Linked DNA regions of Mus musculus: regions 2, 3, 4, 5, 6 and 7 are each linked to region 1. A link is a contact called in public Hi-C, HiCAR-type, HiChIP or PLAC-seq and promoter capture Hi-C data. All regions are on one chromosome and are shown on one strand. The core of a region is the stretch at or near the end of the contact, and the rest is flanking DNA. Distances in the headings are between cores, read along the strand shown. Region 1 holds the start of Mosmo (modulator of smoothened). Region 2 holds the start of Ppp1ccb (protein phosphatase 1 catalytic subunit gamma B). Region 3 holds the start of Acsm3 (acyl-CoA synthetase medium-chain family member 3). Region 4 overlaps Rexo5 (RNA exonuclease 5). Region 5 holds the start of Lyrm1 (LYR motif containing 1). Region 6 holds the start of Tmem159 (transmembrane protein 159). Region 7 holds the start of 4930505K13Rik (RIKEN cDNA 4930505K13 gene).

The links. Promoter capture Hi-C pulls out the DNA fragments that hold promoters and counts their contacts. Hi-C and Micro-C count contacts between places; a contact is called where the count stands out from the background. HiCAR-type assays count read pairs that join an accessible place to other places. HiChIP or PLAC-seq counts read pairs in DNA pulled down with a chosen protein or histone mark.
Region 2: a contact with region 1 is called in a promoter capture Hi-C map of neutrophils, with 4 times the contacts expected there. The contact joins the promoter of Ppp1ccb here to the promoter of Mosmo in region 1. A contact is called at or near these places in 5 of 39 promoter capture datasets (hematopoietic stem and progenitor cells, hippocampal neurons, liver and 2 more) and 2 of 115 datasets of contacts at active chromatin or transcription factors (large pre-B cells and stem cell-derived neural progenitor cells).
Region 3: an HNF4G HiChIP or PLAC-seq map of pancreatic cancer cells shows a contact between it and region 1. The contact joins the promoter of Acsm3 here to the promoter of Mosmo in region 1. A contact is called at or near these places in 2 of 39 promoter capture datasets (the C10 cell line and neutrophils) and 3 of 115 datasets of contacts at active chromatin or transcription factors (the 230-238 cell line, large pre-B cells and pancreatic cancer cells).
Region 4: an H3K27ac HiChIP or PLAC-seq map of thymic regulatory T cells shows a contact between it and region 1, with 4 times the contacts expected there. The contact joins the enhancer-like site here to the promoter of Mosmo in region 1. A contact is called at or near these places in 10 of 39 promoter capture datasets (the HPC-7 cell line, HPC-7-derived erythroid cells, cranial neural crest and 7 more), 1 of 15 datasets of contacts at CTCF or cohesin (large pre-B cells) and 5 of 115 datasets of contacts at active chromatin or transcription factors (bone marrow-derived macrophages, pro-B cells, stem cell-derived neural progenitor cells and 1 more).
Region 5: an H3K27ac HiChIP or PLAC-seq map of extraembryonic endoderm stem cells shows a contact between it and region 1, with 6 times the contacts expected there. The contact joins the promoter of Lyrm1 here to the promoter of Mosmo in region 1. A contact is called at or near these places in 8 of 39 promoter capture datasets (the 3T3-L1 cell line, 3T3-L1-derived adipocytes, the C10 cell line and 5 more), 1 of 15 datasets of contacts at CTCF or cohesin (large pre-B cells), 2 of 484 Hi-C or Micro-C datasets (CD4 T cells and embryonic stem cells), 5 of 115 datasets of contacts at active chromatin or transcription factors (astrocytes, bone marrow-derived macrophages, extraembryonic endoderm stem cells and 2 more) and 2 of 9 other capture datasets (adipose tissue and liver).
Region 6: a contact with region 1 is called in a Hi-C map of bone marrow-derived macrophages, with 15 read pairs. The contact joins the promoter of Tmem159 here to the promoter of Mosmo in region 1. A contact is called at or near these places in 12 of 39 promoter capture datasets (the 3T3-L1 cell line, cranial neural crest, embryonic stem cells and 8 more), 1 of 484 Hi-C or Micro-C datasets (bone marrow-derived macrophages), 7 of 115 datasets of contacts at active chromatin or transcription factors (the NIH/3T3 cell line, bone marrow-derived macrophages, cardiomyocytes and 3 more) and 1 of 9 other capture datasets (embryonic stem cells).
Region 7: a HiCAR-type map of astrocytes shows a contact between it and region 1, with 2.1 times the contacts expected there. The contact joins the promoter of 4930505K13Rik here to the promoter of Mosmo in region 1.

What each region holds. Positions count from the first base shown.
Region 1 is chr7:120,676,312-120,678,932 of GRCm38.p6, forward strand. It overlaps Mosmo (modulator of smoothened), which reads left to right and starts at 1,309. Exons shown (of 3, transcript NM_001164580.1): 1 at 1,309-1,559. The coding sequence starts at 1,454. It also overlaps a transcript of Pdzd9 not described here.
Region 2 is chr7:119,738,613-119,741,233 of GRCm38.p6, forward strand. It overlaps Ppp1ccb (protein phosphatase 1 catalytic subunit gamma B), which reads left to right and starts at 1,298. Exons shown (of 2, transcript NM_001370947.1): 1 at 1,298-2,458. The coding sequence starts at 1,516. Gm39080 (a long non-coding RNA gene) reads left to right here. Exons shown (of 4, transcript XR_869910.2): 4 at 680-878.
Region 3 is chr7:119,759,602-119,762,222 of GRCm38.p6, forward strand. It overlaps Acsm3 (acyl-CoA synthetase medium-chain family member 3), which reads left to right and starts at 1,322. Exons shown (of 15, transcript NM_212442.2): 1 at 1,322-1,381.
Region 4 is chr7:119,834,890-119,837,510 of GRCm38.p6, forward strand. The region is part of intron 15 of Rexo5 (RNA exonuclease 5); the gene reads left to right. Among named protein-coding and RNA genes, the nearest start is that of Rexo5, 42 kb to the left of the region's middle. Within about 2 kb of position 1,317, at least 52 of the 459 cell types and tissues checked have an H3K27ac peak or open chromatin away from gene starts, as enhancers often do. A contact at or near this core is called in the HPC-7 cell line and thymic regulatory T cells, where this site is marked.
Region 5 is chr7:119,894,538-119,897,158 of GRCm38.p6, forward strand. Lyrm1 (LYR motif containing 1) reads left to right here and starts at 1,324. Exons shown (of 4, transcript NM_001285959.1): 1 at 1,324-1,353. Dcun1d3 (DCN1, defective in cullin neddylation 1, domain containing 3 (S. cerevisiae)) reads right to left here and starts at 1,208. Exons shown (of 3, transcript NM_001163703.1): 1 at 1,021-1,208.
Region 6 is chr7:120,101,120-120,103,740 of GRCm38.p6, forward strand. It overlaps Tmem159 (transmembrane protein 159), which reads left to right and starts at 1,307. Exons shown (of 5, transcript NM_145586.1): 1 at 1,307-1,396.
Region 7 is chr7:120,154,782-120,157,402 of GRCm38.p6, forward strand. 4930505K13Rik (RIKEN cDNA 4930505K13 gene) reads left to right here and starts at 1,334. Exons shown (of 3, transcript NR_130979.1): 1 at 1,334-1,411; 2 at 1,544-1,669.

The sequences.
Region 1 (2,621 bases), core at 59-2,558:
TGGATCCCCAGGAAACATGAATTACCTGAGTCAGTGTCAATGGCAGAGGAAAAATAAATTATGTAATTAAATATGCACTTTTAAAAAAATACTTGCCCCAAGAGACCAATGTTTGGGCTGAAAAGTCTTTAGACCAGCAATCAACTCCATTTTCCCCAATCTACGTGGTGGCACTGGTGCCCATTACGAAAGGATGCTGGATTTGGTGGAATTTGAAACCTCCTGAGTTTTGTGGACATGTAGGCATCCCAAAAATAGAGACAAAAGTCGCTCTTCTAGGTCTTTCTAGAGATAGCTTAGGTGGTACTTAAGTAGAAAAATCATCTCCATTTGCTCTATGGAGTGCTAAGAAAGAGATGGATATAAAGTCAGGGTTAATGGTGATTTAGCAGAGAGCCACGGTGGAAGGAAACCTCCAGGGGGTAGCAAAATCGTAGACAAATCCTGTTATTATAACAATTCATATTATTGTTTCCTGTTTATGCACTAAATCTAAGGCTCTCCCCACAACCTTACTCTGTAAATATCACTAAACACCTGGTAGGGGCAAACTAACAAACATTTCAGGTTATTCTTCATCGCTTTCTCTGTTATCAGCAAGTTCTTCCTTCTGTCTGCAAAACACACACATCTGCTCATTTTTCTCTTTCTTGACTACCATAACTAAAAACCACAATTCTCTGTCTTAGACTGCGGGGCCATTTCTGGTGTCCCTACATTCGCTGCCCCTCCCCCCATTATAATCTATTTATACCACAGATCTTCACAAACCAAATAAGGTCATGTCACTATCCTGGTCGAAAATCCTCCAGTTCCTTCCCATTGCATCTGGAACAAAATCCAAATACACATTTGGTGAATTTAAAGACAGGATCTCCCTGTTTAGCCTAGGTTGTCATGGAACTGGTGTCTTTCCAGCTTCCGCTTCCCGAGAGCTGGGATTCGTAGGCGCGTGCCCACCCCGAATGCCACCTCTGGCCTCTGCCTACCTTTTCTCCTGCCACTCACTCTCTAGTCACACGGGCCGTTCTGCAGGTCCCTGAACCTGACATCCACTTTCTCTCTCCCCAGTGACTGTTTCCTTGTCTCTGGAACAGTCTGCACCTAATTCTCACTGGACAAATCTTTAAGATCTCAGGGGTCTCCGACCCGAACCACCGTAGCAGCCCCGAGCGCCGGGCTGAGCCGACGCCCCCTCGGGAAGGCTCTGCAGGGCAGTCCTGGGCGCCGCCGGCCGGCGCGCGGTTTCGCTTCCGGGTGAGGGGCGGGCGGGCCGAGCAGTTCCGGGGCGGGCGGCGGCTGCGGGTCCCGGCGCGGAGGGCGCGAGCGCGCGGCGCGGGCCGAGGGCCGAGGGCGGCGGCGCGGGGACCCCGGGGCCCGGCGGCCCATGGGGCGCGAGGAGTGAGGCCGCGGCCTGCCCTGCGGTGGGGGGTGGGGGGAGCGGGGCGGGGCGATGGATAAACTGACCATCATCTCAGGATGTCTCTTTCTGGCCGCCGATATCTTCGCCATCGCCAGCATCGCCAACCCGGACTGGATCAACACCGGGGAGTCGGCGGGTGAGCGGCGTGCGCGGGCCGGGAGGGTGGCGGTCCCCCGGGTCGGCGATCCCGAGGGTTAAAGGTCGGCGCCGGGGTGGGGGGGCCGGCGGAGGCTGTTTGCCGTGGCTCCCCCTTTCCCCTTTGAAGTGTCTGTGGTTATAGTCTTTGCTTTATTTTTAGGCCTGGGGGGAGCTATAATAATACTAATAATAAACTTCATTTTATGGAGCATCTTTCATTCCAGCGCATCTCACGCACACACGCGCGCGCTGGAGATATCTTAATAGTAGTTAGAAAATTAAATAACACATTAGAGTCGCAGGCAGCCCCAGAGGCAGTGCCTGCTGGAACGTTGGCGCTGGAGGCGGGTGTCTGTGTGTGTGTGTGTGTGTGGGGTGTCCTCAAGAAAGAGGCGGGCATCTTTCCGAAGGGTATCCCAGGTGAATGCGCTGGCAGGGTTCTCAGCTCCAGCCCTCCCTTGCTTCTCTCTTTCTCACCTAGACCTGCGAGACCAAACCTTTAATTAATGTACACAGCTGTCAGGAGAACTGCTCAGAATTAAGGAACGGTCTTGTATTTGAACTGCTTGTTCAGCGAAGGTGAAGGGGAATGAGGAGTGGGACCCTTCAAATGATTTCTTATAAAATGTATCGTTGTGCTGTCAAACTTCTTAAGTGCCGCATAGGGTTCTCAATTTATCCAGCAATATTTTTAGCTCTTAAAACAAAACAAAACAAAACGGTAGCTGGGACATTTGTTGCTTTCTTCTTCCTCTCTAACCTAGACCTAGTAACACAAAATCATGCTGCCAGATGTACTGGTTATTAACATAACACTGAAGAATTCCACTTGTCTTGGCTGTAGAGTTTTAGCAGAGCTGTTAATTGTAACACATAAAAAGAGAGTTTGGGAATCATGTGGAGTTTGGTAATACCTGTGGGCTGTTTCTGAAAGTGTTGCTGACTCCAGACAGTGTACTTGACTATATGTGTGAACAGACATTCAGTTCATTATCACCGTTGTTTTTACTCTGACTGTATGTGTAGAGACTCCTTTGTGAGACTTTCTAAGTATCACATG
Region 2 (2,621 bases), core at 48-2,547, 940 kb before region 1:
ACCCCATGTTTTTAAGCTGTAGAAATCAGTAAAGCTTTGCTACTTGCCACCAGAGCAGCAGTCCGTCTGTTTCTTAGTCAATCACCCAGTGGTATCAGCTTATGCAGATGCAGATTCAGTCCCCAAACTGCCTCCTGCCTTAGGATTCCCCTTGGCTCTGAGCAGCAACAGAGGCCCAAAAAGGAAGAAAGGTTCACTTTGTGAATTGGGCCTCCTTGAAGAACCACTGTGGTTAACGATACCACTGGAGACCTTGTTGGTATCTGTGGTCCATACTATGGCCCCGGGCATGTTATAAGATCAATGTGGTCTTAGGCAGTCTGCACCTTGCCTGATGCCTGGGACAGGGTGTGCTGGTGGTGGTGGATGAGGTGGGAGGGGGCCCTGAGACCATGTTGAGGCCCATGGTACTGAAGCCCATGCAGATGTATGTGGTCTGGTAGAGCTGGCCCTGTCCCTCACCAGCCCACACCACTGTGGTACAGGAGGTGGCATGAGTGCAGAAGAGCTGGTCACTCCCCTCTCTAGTGACCTCCATGGTCTCCTCGGTTGATGGCTTCTAGCATAGATGCAGGCTGAGAAAGGCTCCTCTCTTGGGGACTGACCACTAAGAATTTGACCTGCTCCAGTGAGTACATGGACAGCATAAAATAGAGTTGGATTTTTTTTTTTTTGATAGGCACCTCACAATGTATCCAAGGTCACCCTCAGACTGGTATCTCCCTGGCTCTCTACCTCTTTAGTGCTGGAATTGCAGGTGTGTGCCAATGGCCCCTGGTCGGCCTTCCTTTCTTTCTTTCTTTCTTTCTTTCTTTCTTTCTTTCTTTCTTTCTTTCTTTCTTTCTTTCTTTCTTTCTCTCTCTCTCTCTCTCTCTCTCTCTCTCTCTCTCTCTCTCTTTCTTTCTTTCTTTCTTTCTTTTTTACATACACACAATATTTTATTTAGCCATAATGAAATTGTCAAACTTGTAGGAGAATTGATGGATCTGGAATTATTTTATGCTGAGCAAAATAATCCAGACTCAGAATAACAAACACTGCATGTTTTTCCTTATATATAAATATAAAATCTAACTTTTGATGTTTATATAAATACATGTATATATGGATATGTAAATTTGTGTACATAAATGTGGATATAGGTGTTGAAACTAGAAAGGGCACATTAAAAAGAGGATTGAGCAAAGGAGAAGTAATAAAACACATGAGACAGGAAAGAGGGGCTACTGGGAGTGAAAGGGTACACAAGGGGCCGGGGGTGGGGGGGGAGGGGAGGATCAGCAAAAACGTGGAGCTTGCTCGTGGTTCCCAGTGGCGAGAGGAGGAGGAAGCCCGGAGCGGAGCGGGGCGGCTGGGGGGGGTGGACCCGCCGCGGCTGCTGCTGCCACCGCCGCCGCCGCCACCACCGCTCGTGGGGCTCGTGGCGTGAGGAAGGAGGACGAGTGAGACCCCGGGGCGAGCGGGCGGCGGCGCCGCTGCTGCTGCTGCTGCGGGAGGGTCGGCGGCGGGACGGCGATGGCGGATATCGACAAACTCAACATCGACAGCATCATCCAACGGCTGCTGGAAGTGAGAGGGTCCAAGCCAGGCAAGAATGTCCAGCTCCAGGAGAACGAGATCCGAGGACTCTGCCTGAAGTCTCGGGAGATCTTCCTCAGTCAGCCTATCCTTTTAGAACTTGAAGCACCACTCAAGATATGTGGTGACATCCACGGGCAGTACTATGATTTGCTCCGTCTGTTTGAATACGGTGGCTTTCCTCCAGAGAGCAACTATTTGTTTCTCGGGGACTATGTGGACAGGGGCAAGCAGTCCCTGGAGACAATCTGCCTCTTGCTGGCCTACAAAATCAAGTATCCGGAGAACTTCTTTCTTCTCAGAGGGAACCACGAGTGCGCCAGCATCAATAGGATCTACGGATTTTATGATGAGTGTAAAAGAAGATACAACATTAAGCTGTGGAAAACGTTCACAGACTGTTTTAACTGCTTGCCGATAGCAGCCATCGTGGACGAGAAGATATTCTGCTGTCATGGAGGTTTATCACCAGATCTTCAATCTATGGAGCAGATTCGGCGAATTATGAGACCAACTGATGTACCAGATCAAGGTCTTCTTTGTGATCTTTTGTGGTCTGACCCCGATAAAGATGTCTTAGGCTGGGGTGAAAATGACAGAGGAGTGTCCTTCACATTTGGTGCAGAAGTGGTTGCAAAATTTCTCCATAAGCATGATTTGGATCTTATATGTAGAGCCCATCAGGTGGTTGAAGATGGCTATGAGTTTTTTGCAAAGAGGCAGTTAGTCACTCTGTTTTCTGCACCCAACTACTGTGGCGAGTTTGACAATGCAGGCGCCATGATGAGTGTGGATGAGACCCTCATGTGTTCCTTCCAGATTTTAAAGCCTGCAGAGAAAAAGAAGCCCAACGCCACGAGACCTGTCACACCACCACGGGGTATGATCACAAAGCAAGCAAAGAAATAGATGTCACTTGACACTGCCTGGTTGGGACTTGTAACATAGCGTTCATAACCTTCCTTTTTAAACTGTGATGTGCTGGTCAGCTTGCCCAGGTAGACCTGTCTGTCGGGCCCTCCTCCATTTGATTACTGCTGGCA
Region 3 (2,621 bases), core at 72-2,571, 920 kb before region 1:
AGCGGAGCAGAGCAAAGCAAAGCAAAGCAAAGCAAAGCAAAGCAAAGCAAAGCAAAGCAAAGCAAAGCAAAGCAAAGCAAAGCAAAGCAAAGCAATGCAGAGCGGAGCGGAGCGGAGCAGAGCAGAGCAAAGCAAAGCAAAGCAAAGCAAAGCAATGCAGAGCGGAGCGGAGCGGAGCAGAGCAGAGCAAAGCAAAGCAATGCAGAGCGGAGCGGAGCGGAGCGGAGCGGAGCAGAGCAAAGCAAAGCAAAGCAAAGCAAAGCAATGCAGAGCAGAGCGGAGTGGAGCAGAGCAAAGAAAAACAGCATAAAGATCTGAAAGGATGAAATAAAACTCACTCTTCACACACAGTGTGACTATTTACATAGTAAATTTCCAGAAATCAAATTTGTAAAAGATCAATTTTTAAAAGGGGACCAATTCATTTTTTGTTTGCTTGCTTGCTTGCTTGTGTGACAGGCTCTTATCTATGAAAGCCATTGCTGTCCTAGAACTCACTGTGTACACCAGGCTAGCCCTAAACTCTCAGAGATCCACCTGTCTCTGCCTCCCAAGCACTGAGATTAAAAGTATGGGCCAACGTGCCCAGCTTATTAATTCCAGTATTTAAGTTGGAATTTGAGTTAAATTTGAGTTGGATTTTTATCATATACAATTGGAAGAGCCATCTGTTCACATATCACATGAAACATTTACTAGATGGCTAACATTTGTTACTAGTTAATATCTACACTGAGGATCCATCAGTAAATAAAGCAAAGTTCTTATTTTCAAAGTCGGTGTTCAGAAATGAAAAAAAAATTTTTTTAAAAAAGTTAAAAGCAGGAAAAAAATCAATGAAGATTTCTAGGTTGGGAAGAAAGGCCTGGGATAGGATATCTCACCAAATGAGGCTTTGGCCGTGGGAAGAGTTACAGGCCGGGAGCTCAAGGATCTCTAGGCTGGAACACGCCTGTGTCTTAGGCAAGCAGCGGGGCTGCTGTGACTACAGCAGAGCAGGAAGGCCGAGCGGTGAGGTCTGGGTCAGAGAAGACACCATGGCTTGTTACACTTCTCTGAATCACTGGCAAGCTGAGAAACACTGCCTCCACCTCTGAAGGGCTGAGTGAGGCATGTGTAAGCCCCGGATTCCGGTTGCTTTTCAGCAAGCCTTTCCCTCCTAGTAAAAGCACACGCACTGCCTTCCCAGCCTACTAAAACTCTGCTGTGTGTACAGATAACATTACCTGTTAAGAAGGTTAAGTAAGACAGGCCAGGGTTATGTAAACATTCACGCTCCTCCCACCAATATATCCACCAATTAAGGAAAGGCACTGCCGGCCAGTCTGACTCCTCCGTCAAACTCCGTCCACTTTGATCCACCACCAACACTAAAGCAGAGGTGAGAAGTTGGCTTTCTCTTCCATTAAGCGGGTCTACTATCACTCCAGCTGTGTGGGAAGCAGTATCTTTAGTGAGGATCCAATTTCTTTTCCTGGGTAAGACTTCCTGCAACAGTGCAGGTTTTCTTTATAAATGTTCAGCAAACAATACCAGCAACTTCAGAAAATGCTCTGTGAAGCCATGGGTGGCAGAGGGGTTTCTAAACTCAGAGTCTTTCAGCTGCCATGGGAGCACTGAGGAGGAGGTTGGGAGAGAGCACCCCCAGGACATGGCTGGCAGGGCAGCTGAGTTTTCAGCTTAGGCTTTTTGGTGAGATTTGGGTTTTAATAATGGCTTCGTATGTTTCCATGATAAAATGTTTTGGAAAAAAAAAAAAAAGCGAGTAGGAGCTTGACTGAACCCTGCTCAATGACAGATGGAAGTTCATCTTCTAACTATCCAGAAGTACACAAACTACCTCTTGAAAACGTCTTCTCTCCAGGACAAGGGATAATCTAAAGCAGTATATTGAGGGTGGGAATTAAGACAAGGTCTTTTTGTGGATGAGAACCATGGAGTTGTACTTTGCTTTGAGGCTGTGTATCTGCCGTTGTTATTTGGGCTAATCAGGGGGAAGGGCTTTGTGGAGATGTGGAAAGATGGAAGATCCCTCTGCCCTGCCGTCTATATGGACCCAAAGTTCTTATTTCAGATGAGACTTTAAGTTCTTTCAAAAGCACATCCATCCAGACAGTGGTGCCTCTCTTAGAATTTTTCTTAGCAAGATTTCATGGCTTAGTGTAAAATCTAGATTTGCCATGCAGAAGTGATCTTTTCTTTCACCTGCAAGGGATTTTACAGATAGGAAAGTGGACATTGTAAGACAAGAGCATTGTAAAAGGCAGGAACTGACTGAGCCCTTGTTGGGAAGAAAGAAATAGTATGGATTTGATGAAGGGGTGTTGACATTCCTTTTTCTATTAAAAAAATGCTTAAGATCATTTTAAGTCCCAACTGATTGATCAATTTTCTGTTCTTTTTAAAAATGTGACTTCTAAAAATGTTCATTGAGATAAGTCCTTTTTAAAAGCATATTCATTGACAATTGCATACATACCTAATGTATTTTGATCATATCACCCTTTATTTCTCTCTTCCACCTCCCTCCAGCTCCCCCCAAGCCCCTTCTTCTCCCTGAGAAGGCCCTCCCACTCCTACTCTCACATCTGTTCTGTACTCCCCGAGTTTAATGAGGGTTT
Region 4 (2,621 bases), core at 67-2,566, 840 kb before region 1:
TTATTTAGTATATTAAAGGTACTGTAGGCCTGCTTTTCTTATTTTATTTATTTATTTACTTATTTATTTTTTGGTTTTACGAGATAGGGTTTCTCTGTAGCCCTGGCTGTCCTGGAAGTCACTCAGTAGACCGGGCTGGCCTCGAACTCAGAAAGTTTCTCAGAACTCTGCCTCCCGAGTGCTGGGATTAAAGGTGTGTGCCACCACTGCCAGCACTTTTCTTATTCTAATTTCCCAGTCTCTTGGAGTAAATTTTGTATACTGTTTTTTTTTTTTTATTATTTATTTACTTTATATCCTGATCACAGCTTCCCTCTCCCTCTTCTCCCAGTCTCTCCTTCTCCCCCACCCCATGCTCTCTTCCCTTTCTCCTCAGAGAAGAGGTGGCCTCCTATAGATATCAGCTTGTCTTGGTGTATCAAGTTGTACTAGGACTAGGTGTATCTTCCTCTATTGAGGCTAGACAAGGCAGCCCAGTTAGGAGAAAGGGATCCAAAGGCAGGCAACAGAGTCAGAGAAGGCCCTGAGGAACTATGTCTATCCCATACATGTTCTCTGCTTAGTGGTTCAAGCTCAGTGAGTCCTTATGGGCCCAGGTTAGTTGATTCTGTAGGTTTTCCTGTGGTTTCTTGACCTCTCTGGCTCCTTTAATCCTTCCTCCCTCTCTTCCAAAGACTCCCCATGTTCTGCCCAATGCTTAGCTGTGGCTCTCTTCATCTCTTTCCATCAGCTGCTGGGTGAGGCCTCTCAGATGACAGTTACCCTAGATTCCTCTCTGCAAGTACAGCAGACTATCATTAACAGTGTCCGGGATTGGCTCTCTCCCATGGCATGGGTCTCAAGTTGGGCCAGTTATTGGTTGGTCATTCCATTGATCTCTGGCCAGTTATTGGTTGGCTGTTCCATTGATCTCTGCTCCCTGCACATATTATAGGCAGGAAAAATTACAGGTCAAAAGTTTTGTGGATAGGTTTGTGTTGCCATCCCTACTTTGGAAGTCTTGGAGATGACCTGTTCAGGGTCCATATCTCCTATTGCTAAGGAGTCTTAGCTGGGGTTACCCTCAGAGATTGCTGGGAGCTTCCGTTTTCCTAGCTTTCTAGCTTCTCTCAGAGGTGCCAATTCTCTCTCCCTCTTTCTTCTCAATACTTGATCCCTCCTGTTATCCTCCCTACCCCTTCTCGTACCCAGTTTTCTCCGTCAGTTGATCCCCAGTGTCTGTTTTATTTCCCCTTCTCAGTGAGATTCAAGCATCCGCCCTTGGGCCTCACTTGTTATTTAGCTTCTTTGGCTCTGTGGTTTGTAGCATGGTTTAGAAATGAGTACTTACTTTGAGTGAGTACATACTTTATCTTTCTATCTGGGTTACGTCACTCAGGAAGACCTCTTCTAGTTCTATTTCCCTGCAAATTTCATGATTTCATTGTTTTTAATAGCTGAGTAATATTTCATTGTGTAAATGTACCACATTTCTTTATTTTTTCTTTAGTTGAGGGATATCTATTGTTTCCAGTTTCTGGCTATTATGGTTAAAGCTACTATGAACACAGTTGAACAAGTGTCCTTGTGGTATGGTGGAGCATATTTTGAGTATATGCCTAGGAGTAGTGTAGCTGGGTCTTGAGGTAAAACTATTTCCTGTTTTCTAAGAAACCACCAAATTGATTTCCAGAGTGATTGTACAAGTTTGCTCTCCCACAAGCAATGGCTGAGTGTTCCTCTTGGTCTATTTCTTCACCAACATGAACTGTCACTTGAGTATTTGATCTTAGCCATACTGACAAGTGTAAGAATCTCAGAGTCCTTTTGATTTTCACTTCCTTGATATTGAACACTTCTTTAACTGTTTCCTAGCCATTAGAGTCCTCTGTAGAGAACTCTCTGTTTAGCTCTGTACCTCATTTTTTAACTGGATTATTTGGTTTGTTAATGTCTAATTCCTTGAGTTCTTTATATATTTGGATATCACCCTCTGTTAGATGTAGGGTTGGTGAAGATCTATTCCCATTCTGTAAGCTGCTCTTTGTCTTATGTCAGTGTCCTTTGCCTTGCAGAAGCTTTTCAGTTTCATGAGATCCCATTTTGGTGTTCTGTTCAGAAAAAATTTCCCCTATGCTCTTGCGCGCGCTCGACTGGCCAGGAAGAACGACGCTGCAACAGGATCCTTCTGCACACGTTTATTGGGAGAGCTTGATTGTAGAGGCGAAAAGACCTCGAGCCCAGAACTGGTGCTGCTTTTATAGGCCTAGGACAGGCGTTCTCTCTCATCTGATTGGTTAACTTGTCTCTCATCTGATTGGTTAACTTGTCTCTCATCTGATTGGTTAACTTGTCTCTCATCTGATTGGTTAACTTTTGTCAATTCTCAAAACCTCACCTTGGCAAAAGAACCTTTACTGGCTATGTATGTGTGGTGGCCAGCTGTAGCCAACTGCCACTCTGCAACTGCCACTCTGTAACTGCCACTCTGTAACTGCCACTCTAACTGCCACTCTGTAACGGCTTCCCACACTATGCCAATCCATTTCAGGCTCTTTTCCACTTTCTCTCCTATTAGATTTAGTATATCCGTTTTATCTTGAAGTCTTTGATCCACTTGGACTTTAATTTTGTGCAGAATG
Region 5 (2,621 bases), core at 74-2,573, 780 kb before region 1:
GGGTTTTCTGTTCTCTGAAGTGCATCATGAAGTGTGGGTGGAGAGAAACACAGAAATCCAGAATTAGCCTAACATCAAATCATTTTTGGAAAGAGTTGACAACATGTAAATTCCTCACATATAAAGTATTTAGAGCGAGAGACCTTGATTCCTGGGCTATGAAGCCACTTATGATGCCTTGGAAGAGCTCTGGAATTCTAGTATTCATAAAAGAAAATGTTCATTATAATCGGGAGCCAGGCGGCGTTGTGAGGTACTCCCCAATGTGACACAGACCATAACTGAAGTACTACAAAGCTTGCAGTTAGGAGCTGGGATAGAGGCTGAACACCAAATTCAAAAGAGGTAGCTGAGGTACTAAGTGCCACAAAGGGGAGAGGGTGTCCACGACTGCCACTTAACCACAGAGAATTAAAGTATGAAACAGAGGTGTGTATGAGGGGAGATAAGAGATGGGGATGGAAAAAACAATACATTTGTCATCCCGTCCCACTTCCTAAACAGGATATAGGCAAACCCTCCAGCCCCATTACCTCAGGCACAGATGGTTATCGTTTATAGCAAAGGTGCACTGAAAGGCCTTCAGGTCTGAGCCCCTTAATTCCAGAGCTGTTAACGATTACAGAAAAGGATGGGGGTGGGGAGAAAAATCAGGGAGGGAGCTGCAGATTCACCCACCACCTCCCCCTTGGGCTCCTACCTCACGGCTCTTACCCTGGACTTTCAGCTCAGAGTCTGCAGACCCTCCCCGGGGATCTACAGCCCCAGGTCCCCAGGCCCGGGATTGAGGGGTGCTGGCGATGGACAGGCAGGGACAGTAGGTAAGTTTTCGGAGCCTTGCGCTTGACAAGCCACAGGCTCCCCTCACAGCCTCTTCTTCCAGAGGGACCAGTCCAGACAAGGCGCTGATATGCACTCCTCCCTTTCCACCACCACCCCCTTTCTCGAAGGAACCGAACCCCCGCCCCTTCATCTCTCAACGCTCCCCCCTTTTCCTCAACTCCCCCCCTCCAAACTCACAGCTGCTCCAGAGGTTCCTCCAGTCAAACCCTTTCTGGAAACGACGGCGGCCCGGCGGGTCCAAACTACCTACCATCCCCGCTTGCGTTTCCAGGCTCCCTACCCCCGCCGCCGCCGCCTTTTCTGCCACCGCGGCCGCCGCCTCCTCCTCATCTGCAGCCCACCGGCGGCGGCCGCCCCGAAGCCCCGCCCCCTCCATTGCCTCCTGCATCATCACTTCCGGTAACCCCGCCGGCCGCTGGCTCGAGGAGGGAGAGAATGGGAGAGGGGCGGGGACAGGAACGAGGAGGGTGACGTCACGACGTACGCGAGGACGTCCGAAGCCGTCTCCAAGTAAGGGCAAGGCGGGGAGCGGCGGAGGGTGGGCTAGGAGCTGGGCCAGGCCATTTTCTGACTAGAAATGGGGCAAGGGGATAACGAAAGGGTGAAAGGGAAGGCTGGAGGAGAGGGAGGTTAGCTCAGTTGTTGAGTGCGGCGGGGAGTCGGCTAAATCTGGAAGTTTCAGGAGGTTTGAGACGACCTCTAACCTGGGCCTCATGCTAACACAGCGGTCCGCCCGGTGGTTTGGCCCGGCCTGGCCTACTGGACCTGCTGGATACAGCCCGGTGTGGCCAAGGCTCGGCAGAGCTCCTGGCACCGCCTCTTCCCAGCCGGCTCCTGTGGGTGGGGAAAAGCAGGAGTGACGCTGAGTGAGTGTAAGGATGGAGACGCCGGCTCCAGTCGCGGGGGACTGGGGAAAGGGGTTGGCTTCCCAGGGCCAGGGATGAGATGCCGGTGTGGGGTTGCTAGGAGACGCGCCTGTATGACCCCAGCCTCGCGAGGGCGACTGGTGTCATCGCTGCTGGCCTCGGGAGACCTGCCTAAGGGAACTGGCACGTGGGAGAGATCCTGCCTGGGACCCTTCAGACTTTTCGATTATAAATGGAAGGCGACGGGGCAGTTGTAGGAGGCTGGAGAGGTGCTGGCCTTGAGAAAGGCCACCCAAACGATCCCGGATGTAGGAATCAGACTTCAGGTGATGATGAAGGCTAGTTTCATTACTAAGATGAGCAAATGACAAAATGAAGGAAGTCTTGTTTCTGAACTTTTCATTAATAAGTAAATGAATGCAGAGAATAGCAGCTGCCCCAGAAGCTGAATGGTGTGGTGAGAAGGCCTCTTCCAGGTTTAAGAGGAAAAGAGAATGGGAGAAGGAACTGCCTTGTGGGTAACATTTTAAACAAAAGGCAGACGAGAAAGAAGTCTTGGAGTTGCAGAAATAGCAAGGTTTTGGCCTTTGTATTACTTCCCTGAAGTGTAATGAATGACCAAACCTTAATTTACATTTAAAAAAATTGCTGCTGGATAAAAGAAGGTAGTTAAAGGGCTGTTGCTAAGGCCATGAGAGATGACAGTGGTGGAAACATGGAAATTAAGAGAATTGATTCATAATGTATTTGGGAGCTTGAGCATTCCAGACTGAATGCTGAACTGGATACGAAATGTATGGGAGAATGTGAAACCAAAGATGTTTCTCTAGAGAAAACAGTTTGGGAAGGAATCTCCTATGCTCTCTGGAACGTATGTCCAGAGTCATTTTACAGCCCATGAAGATGTCCAGA
Region 6 (2,621 bases), core at 57-2,556, 580 kb before region 1:
CTGTGGGTGTGGGCTTAAGATCCTCACCCTAGTTGCCTGGAAGTCAGTCTTCCATTAGCAGCCTTTGGATGAAGTCATAGAACTCTCAGCTCTGCCTGTGCCATGCCTGCCTAAATGCTGCCATGCTCCTACCTTGATAATGTACTGAACCTCTGAACCTGTAAGCCAGCCCCAGCTAAATGTTGTTTTTTGTAAGACTTGCCTGGGTCATGGTGTCTGTTCACAACAGTAAAACCCTGACTAAGACAGACCTGTTTAGTAGCAGACAAGTACCTGGGCTTGCCCTTCTCCCCATTTAATGGGTAAAGAAGACGTGGCTCAGAAAGGTAATTTCAGCACACAGTCACACAGTCGTAGCCAGACTTGGGCCCTGAGATGGGGCCTCCACAGCCCCAGCCTGTAGTTTTCTGCTCTAAGCTCAAAGACAGTGCTTCTGACCTTGCCACATCCCCAACCCCTGGGAAGCATTTTAAGTTATCACAGCTGGGAGGGGCTGTTAATGTGTTTGTTTTTATTTCGTGGGTGGAGCCCAGGAATGTTACCAAGCAGCCCACAGTGCTCACAGGACATCTCAGAAACAGATTCATCCCATCTTAAATGCCAGTATTGACATTGAGTAACGAACGAGGCACCTCAGACTTGGAACCAGCAAACATGGGTGTCTCTATCACGGGTCCTTGAGACGAGGATTTGAGTTTATTTGTGAACTTAATCCTTCTAGCTCTTCCTTCGTTTTTGTCTTCAAAACTGTAAAACGGAGATAATCCATCTCTAAGATTCTCTAACTGCTAACACTTGCATTTGCGTAATGACTAGGACCTTCCAGTACAGGAGGTACCTAACTGATTGACTGGTATGACTTGAACTCTGGGGGCAAATCCAGAACTAGTTCTGTCTCTAAAACCCCTTCTTTGGTTGCCAGTTCTCCTAAGATGTGGCCCCAGAACTTTCACTCCAAGCCACTGCTGTAGGAAGAGACTGTCTCCAAGCGCTCATTTACTCGTTAGTCATCCTCTAGAATCCAGAAGTTTGTGGGGGTTGTTCCTAGAGTGTGTAGGAAGAAGAAGCAGGGTGGCCTAGCAAAGGTGGCAGCCGCGCGGCTAGCCATCTAGATACCGGATCCTTCCCAGTCGGGCTGGGTAGGCAGGGCGGGGACCCAAGCCTGGACAGATGGTCAGCGTCAGAGCTCAGCAAGGAAGAGTCGAGGGGCGGAGCCTCTGCGAGGGGCGGGGCAGAAAGGGCGGGGCTTCGGCCTTAGAGGAAGAGCGCTTGCTGGTGAGGAGGAGGAGGTCCAGCTTTCACCCCTAATCAGGCCTGCGTCCCTTCTTGTCTTCCTTCCACTTCGCTTTGCGCCCTCTGTGGCTGCAGGGCGGGGTTTCGCGGCAGCCAGCACCAGGTGAGAGCAAAGATGGGGTGTGGAGTAGAGGACCCCGGCTGGCTGAAGCCTCCCAGCTCGGCCTGGGAAGCGGAGGAGTTCAGGGGCGGTCGCGGGAGAAAAGCACTAGCTTCCTTCGCCTGTTGTTGCCGTCGGCTTCTGGGTTGGTGATGAACTTTGTCGCCTGGAGTTGCTGGGCGCGGGTAGGAGCTCATGGGGAGATCTCATCCACCATTTCCAGCCATCCCGTGCTTACCCACTAGTAGCTAGATTGGGGGCCGGAGGTGGGGGACGTGCGGGGAAGGCCACCAATGCCAACCCACGCAGAGGTCCTACTTCCTCTTGGGAAACGTGCATGGGAAGATGTAAATAAAGTCTTGTCTCGGCGTCCGCACCTTTTCCCTAGGATTGGTCAACAAGGGTGCTATTCGCCACAGCAGGAGGGAGCTACAGGTGTCAAAGGTGGGTTTGCCCCAGATGATCAGTGACGAGATGCCCAATTCCCCTGAGTTCGGATCTCCTAGTTTCTATGCCCCGTAGTCGTGATCAGACCCCCATCTGCATCACACCGGTTTCCTCCATGGATCCCTAGCCTTAGAACAGAAAGTCTCAACCCTCATCGGAAATGGGGACCAGGATAGATTCCCAGGCGCCCCGAAGGCCTGCCCCCATCTGGGGATTCGACCGGACCCGCAGCTGGAACGTTCGCGGTGGCGGTTTGCTTGCAAGACGCGAGAGTCCGGAGGCAAAGCTTTATTTGGAATCTTAGAAGGGGCGGAGCACGATCTTAGAGAACCTGGTTAGGCCCCCTAAAACGGAGAGTAGGCGGGGCACCTCTAGGCTGGTTGGGGTGGTGCCTTCCCACCTTCCCTGTGATGCTGCTCTGAAGAGGACCCTAGAAGGAGTAGATGGTCAGAAAATTGGTGGCTAGGTAGATGAGTGTGCCTGACTGCGGTCCTCCTCCGCATTCTTCCTACCCTAGCTTTCAGCAGACTCCCCAGACCGGTTCCGTGGCATTTGCATGTTTCCCAGGCCAAAGACGAGTTGTAATGGTGTATTTTGACTTGTAGCCCGCTGTAGAAATGTGATTAGGTAAACTGAAGCCTGGGGCCATCTAAATTCAGCACTAACTCGGAGCTGCTGCTTTAACAACATAAATAATGGTGCTGACGTTGGTTCTCCCCTGACCAAGGGGAGAGAATCTTTAGCTGGTGTGATGGAGGTGTGCATACTAGGCTCTGTAGTG
Region 7 (2,621 bases), core at 84-2,583, 520 kb before region 1:
TTGTCTTACTGTATCGTGCTTTGCCAAGTTTGGCTGTCCTTTCTTGGAGATCTGCTCTTTTCTGAAGTGGAGATGGAGGAGGAGTGGATCTGGGAGAAGAGGAGTGGAGGGAAGGAAACTGAGGTCGGGATATGAAAGAAGAATCTATTTTCAATTAAAAATACTTTTATTTTTCCTATTAATGAAACGTATAGTTTTGTTTGTGAAATTTTCAGGAGGTTGCAGGAATGGAGAAAGGTCTTATATGCTGTGTTAGTTAGGGTTTTATTGATGTGAACAGACATCATGACCAAAGCAAGTCTTAAAAAGGGCAACATATATTTGGGGCTGGCTTACAGGTTCAGTCCATTATCATCAAGGCTGGAACATGGCAGCATCTAGGCAGGCATGATGCAGGAGGAGTGGAGAGTTCTACCTCTTCATCTGAAGGCTGCTAGCAGAATACTGGCTTTCAGGCAGCTAGGAGTAGGGTCTTAAAGCCCACACCCACAGTGACGCACCCACTCCTACAAGGCCACACCTCCAAATAGTGCCCCTCGTTAGGACAAGCATATACAAACCATCACACATGCCTAGGCCCTAAGCATGTCTCATTGCCACTTTAGCATCCTCATGTGAGATCTCTGTATAAAAGGAATATTGTTTCCATATAGGTGACCGTAACAGCTCATTTTGTCAATTGTGCAGGAATTCCTTAGTTTCAGCTGCTGAGAGAGTCCAGAGGGAGGGTTCCTTCCCCTCCTTGCATCCCCTAATGTTCCTGCCTTTCTGTCCTGCCTCCTCAGTCTTGGTGTGGGTGGCCTTGTTTTATTGAGTGTTCATCTCTACCTTCTCACTCGAGGCCTCCATGGGTTCCCATCTCCTCTAGTTCTGATGTTAAATGTCCAGCCTCTGGAGTCAGCTTAAGGTCTGGCAGGGCTTTGGGTTACAAAATGAGGCTTTTTGTCTCCAGGTCTGTCCTGTCTGATTTCCTCCTGTTCTTGTTCTTTTTTTTTTCTCCTTTGTGGCTTTTTAAATTAAAGTTCTAGTCCCTGAAGTTGCACCTCTTGCCTGAAGCTGTCATCGGTGATAGATAATAGCACCGTGTTTACCTTGACAAAAATGAGAAAATAAAATGAGAATGGAGGATTGTTTGGCCTATTAGTGTTAGCATTTTTTCACGATAAAAAATAATAAGCTGTTTAGCTGGTAAAAATATGAAATAAAACAACTTTTTATAAGGCATCTGACAGTGCTCCTTGATACCCCCCAGAATCTGTGTGTGAAGTAGGCTGGATGTAAGGAGACAGCTTTCTCTGAATGGTGAAAACTGACAGTTGACTAACTGCCCACCAGAGCAGGATTCCAGCCCGGGACAGTGAAGACTACAACGGGCCTGGGAAGCCCCGGTGCTGTTAAAGCTCAAGCAAAGGTCATTGCTATGCCCGTCAGCTTTTCATCATAAGTACCCAGAGTCTATTAAGTTTCTTCAATTTAAGGATTAGTGTTTTGCTTATATAATATCTTTAAAATCCTACACCCACTAAACCAAACACACCCACAGGCCATGTTTATACCACCAACGAAGGGCATTTGATTCCCAGCATTATGGAGACCATGTGGATTGTGGCCAAGATGCAAGTTCATCTAGTTAGCAGCTGCAGCTCCTCCTTGCTAAATTCGGAGTCAGGTGAGTCAGATGCATGTAAGCTTGGTCCCAGGAGGCAGAGGCTTATCCTACAGAGGTCAGCATCATCACAGTTTCAGGTAAGACCTGGGACAAGAGGGGGGAGGGGAGGGGGAGGGGAGAGGGGGTGGACAGGGGTTCCTGTTTTCTCTGGTTCTAGTTGTTTTAGGTTTTGGGCTTTCCATTCTCTTTATGGTTCATGTACACTCCCACTCCCAATGGCTGACTTCAGTTGCATCTTGTATCAGGTGCAGGAAAAAAAAAAGTCGTAGTGATAAATCCCTTACCCTGGTTCTTCCAGTGAGGTCTGCTTCGGTGCTCAAGCCTGATTTGGGGCCTGTTTGTGAGCCCCATAGTACAGGTGTAGACTTGCAGACACTCAGGGTCACCATTGTTTCTGCAGTTTATTTAGAGCTTTGAGTTGGAGCTTTGAGTGAGGGCTCAGGTCATTGATTTATATAAGTGACTCACTTGTGGCAGAATGCTGTTGATTGAAATTTCCAGGTCATAAGGCCAGTGACAAATGAGGAAGGAGAAAAAAATGTGAAAGGAAGGGGGGAATTTGTCCTGCCAACAAAGCCAGCTCGTTCATTAGAATTTAAATTCATTGTCCTTGCTTAGACTAGCCAGTATTCAAATTTTAAAGGATTTGTTTTTTGAAGCCTTTAGAAAAGTCCCCACTGTTACAATGTATGCCATCTGGGATTTGGCATTTATAAAATGTGCTGTTAAGAAACGCCAAGAGATTCCTCATGTAAACCAGATGGTACAATAACAATTCTGTCTTTATTTTTTCTGGCAGAAAAAAATGGGGCTTTCAGTAGCTTGAAACTTATGTGACTAAATTAAGCTCTATCAATACTTGAGGGGCATTACAATTTCAACAGGCAACTTATCCACCTAAATATTTTCATCAGTGTTTTTGTTTGCAGAAGAAAAAGTAAAAAATGAAGAC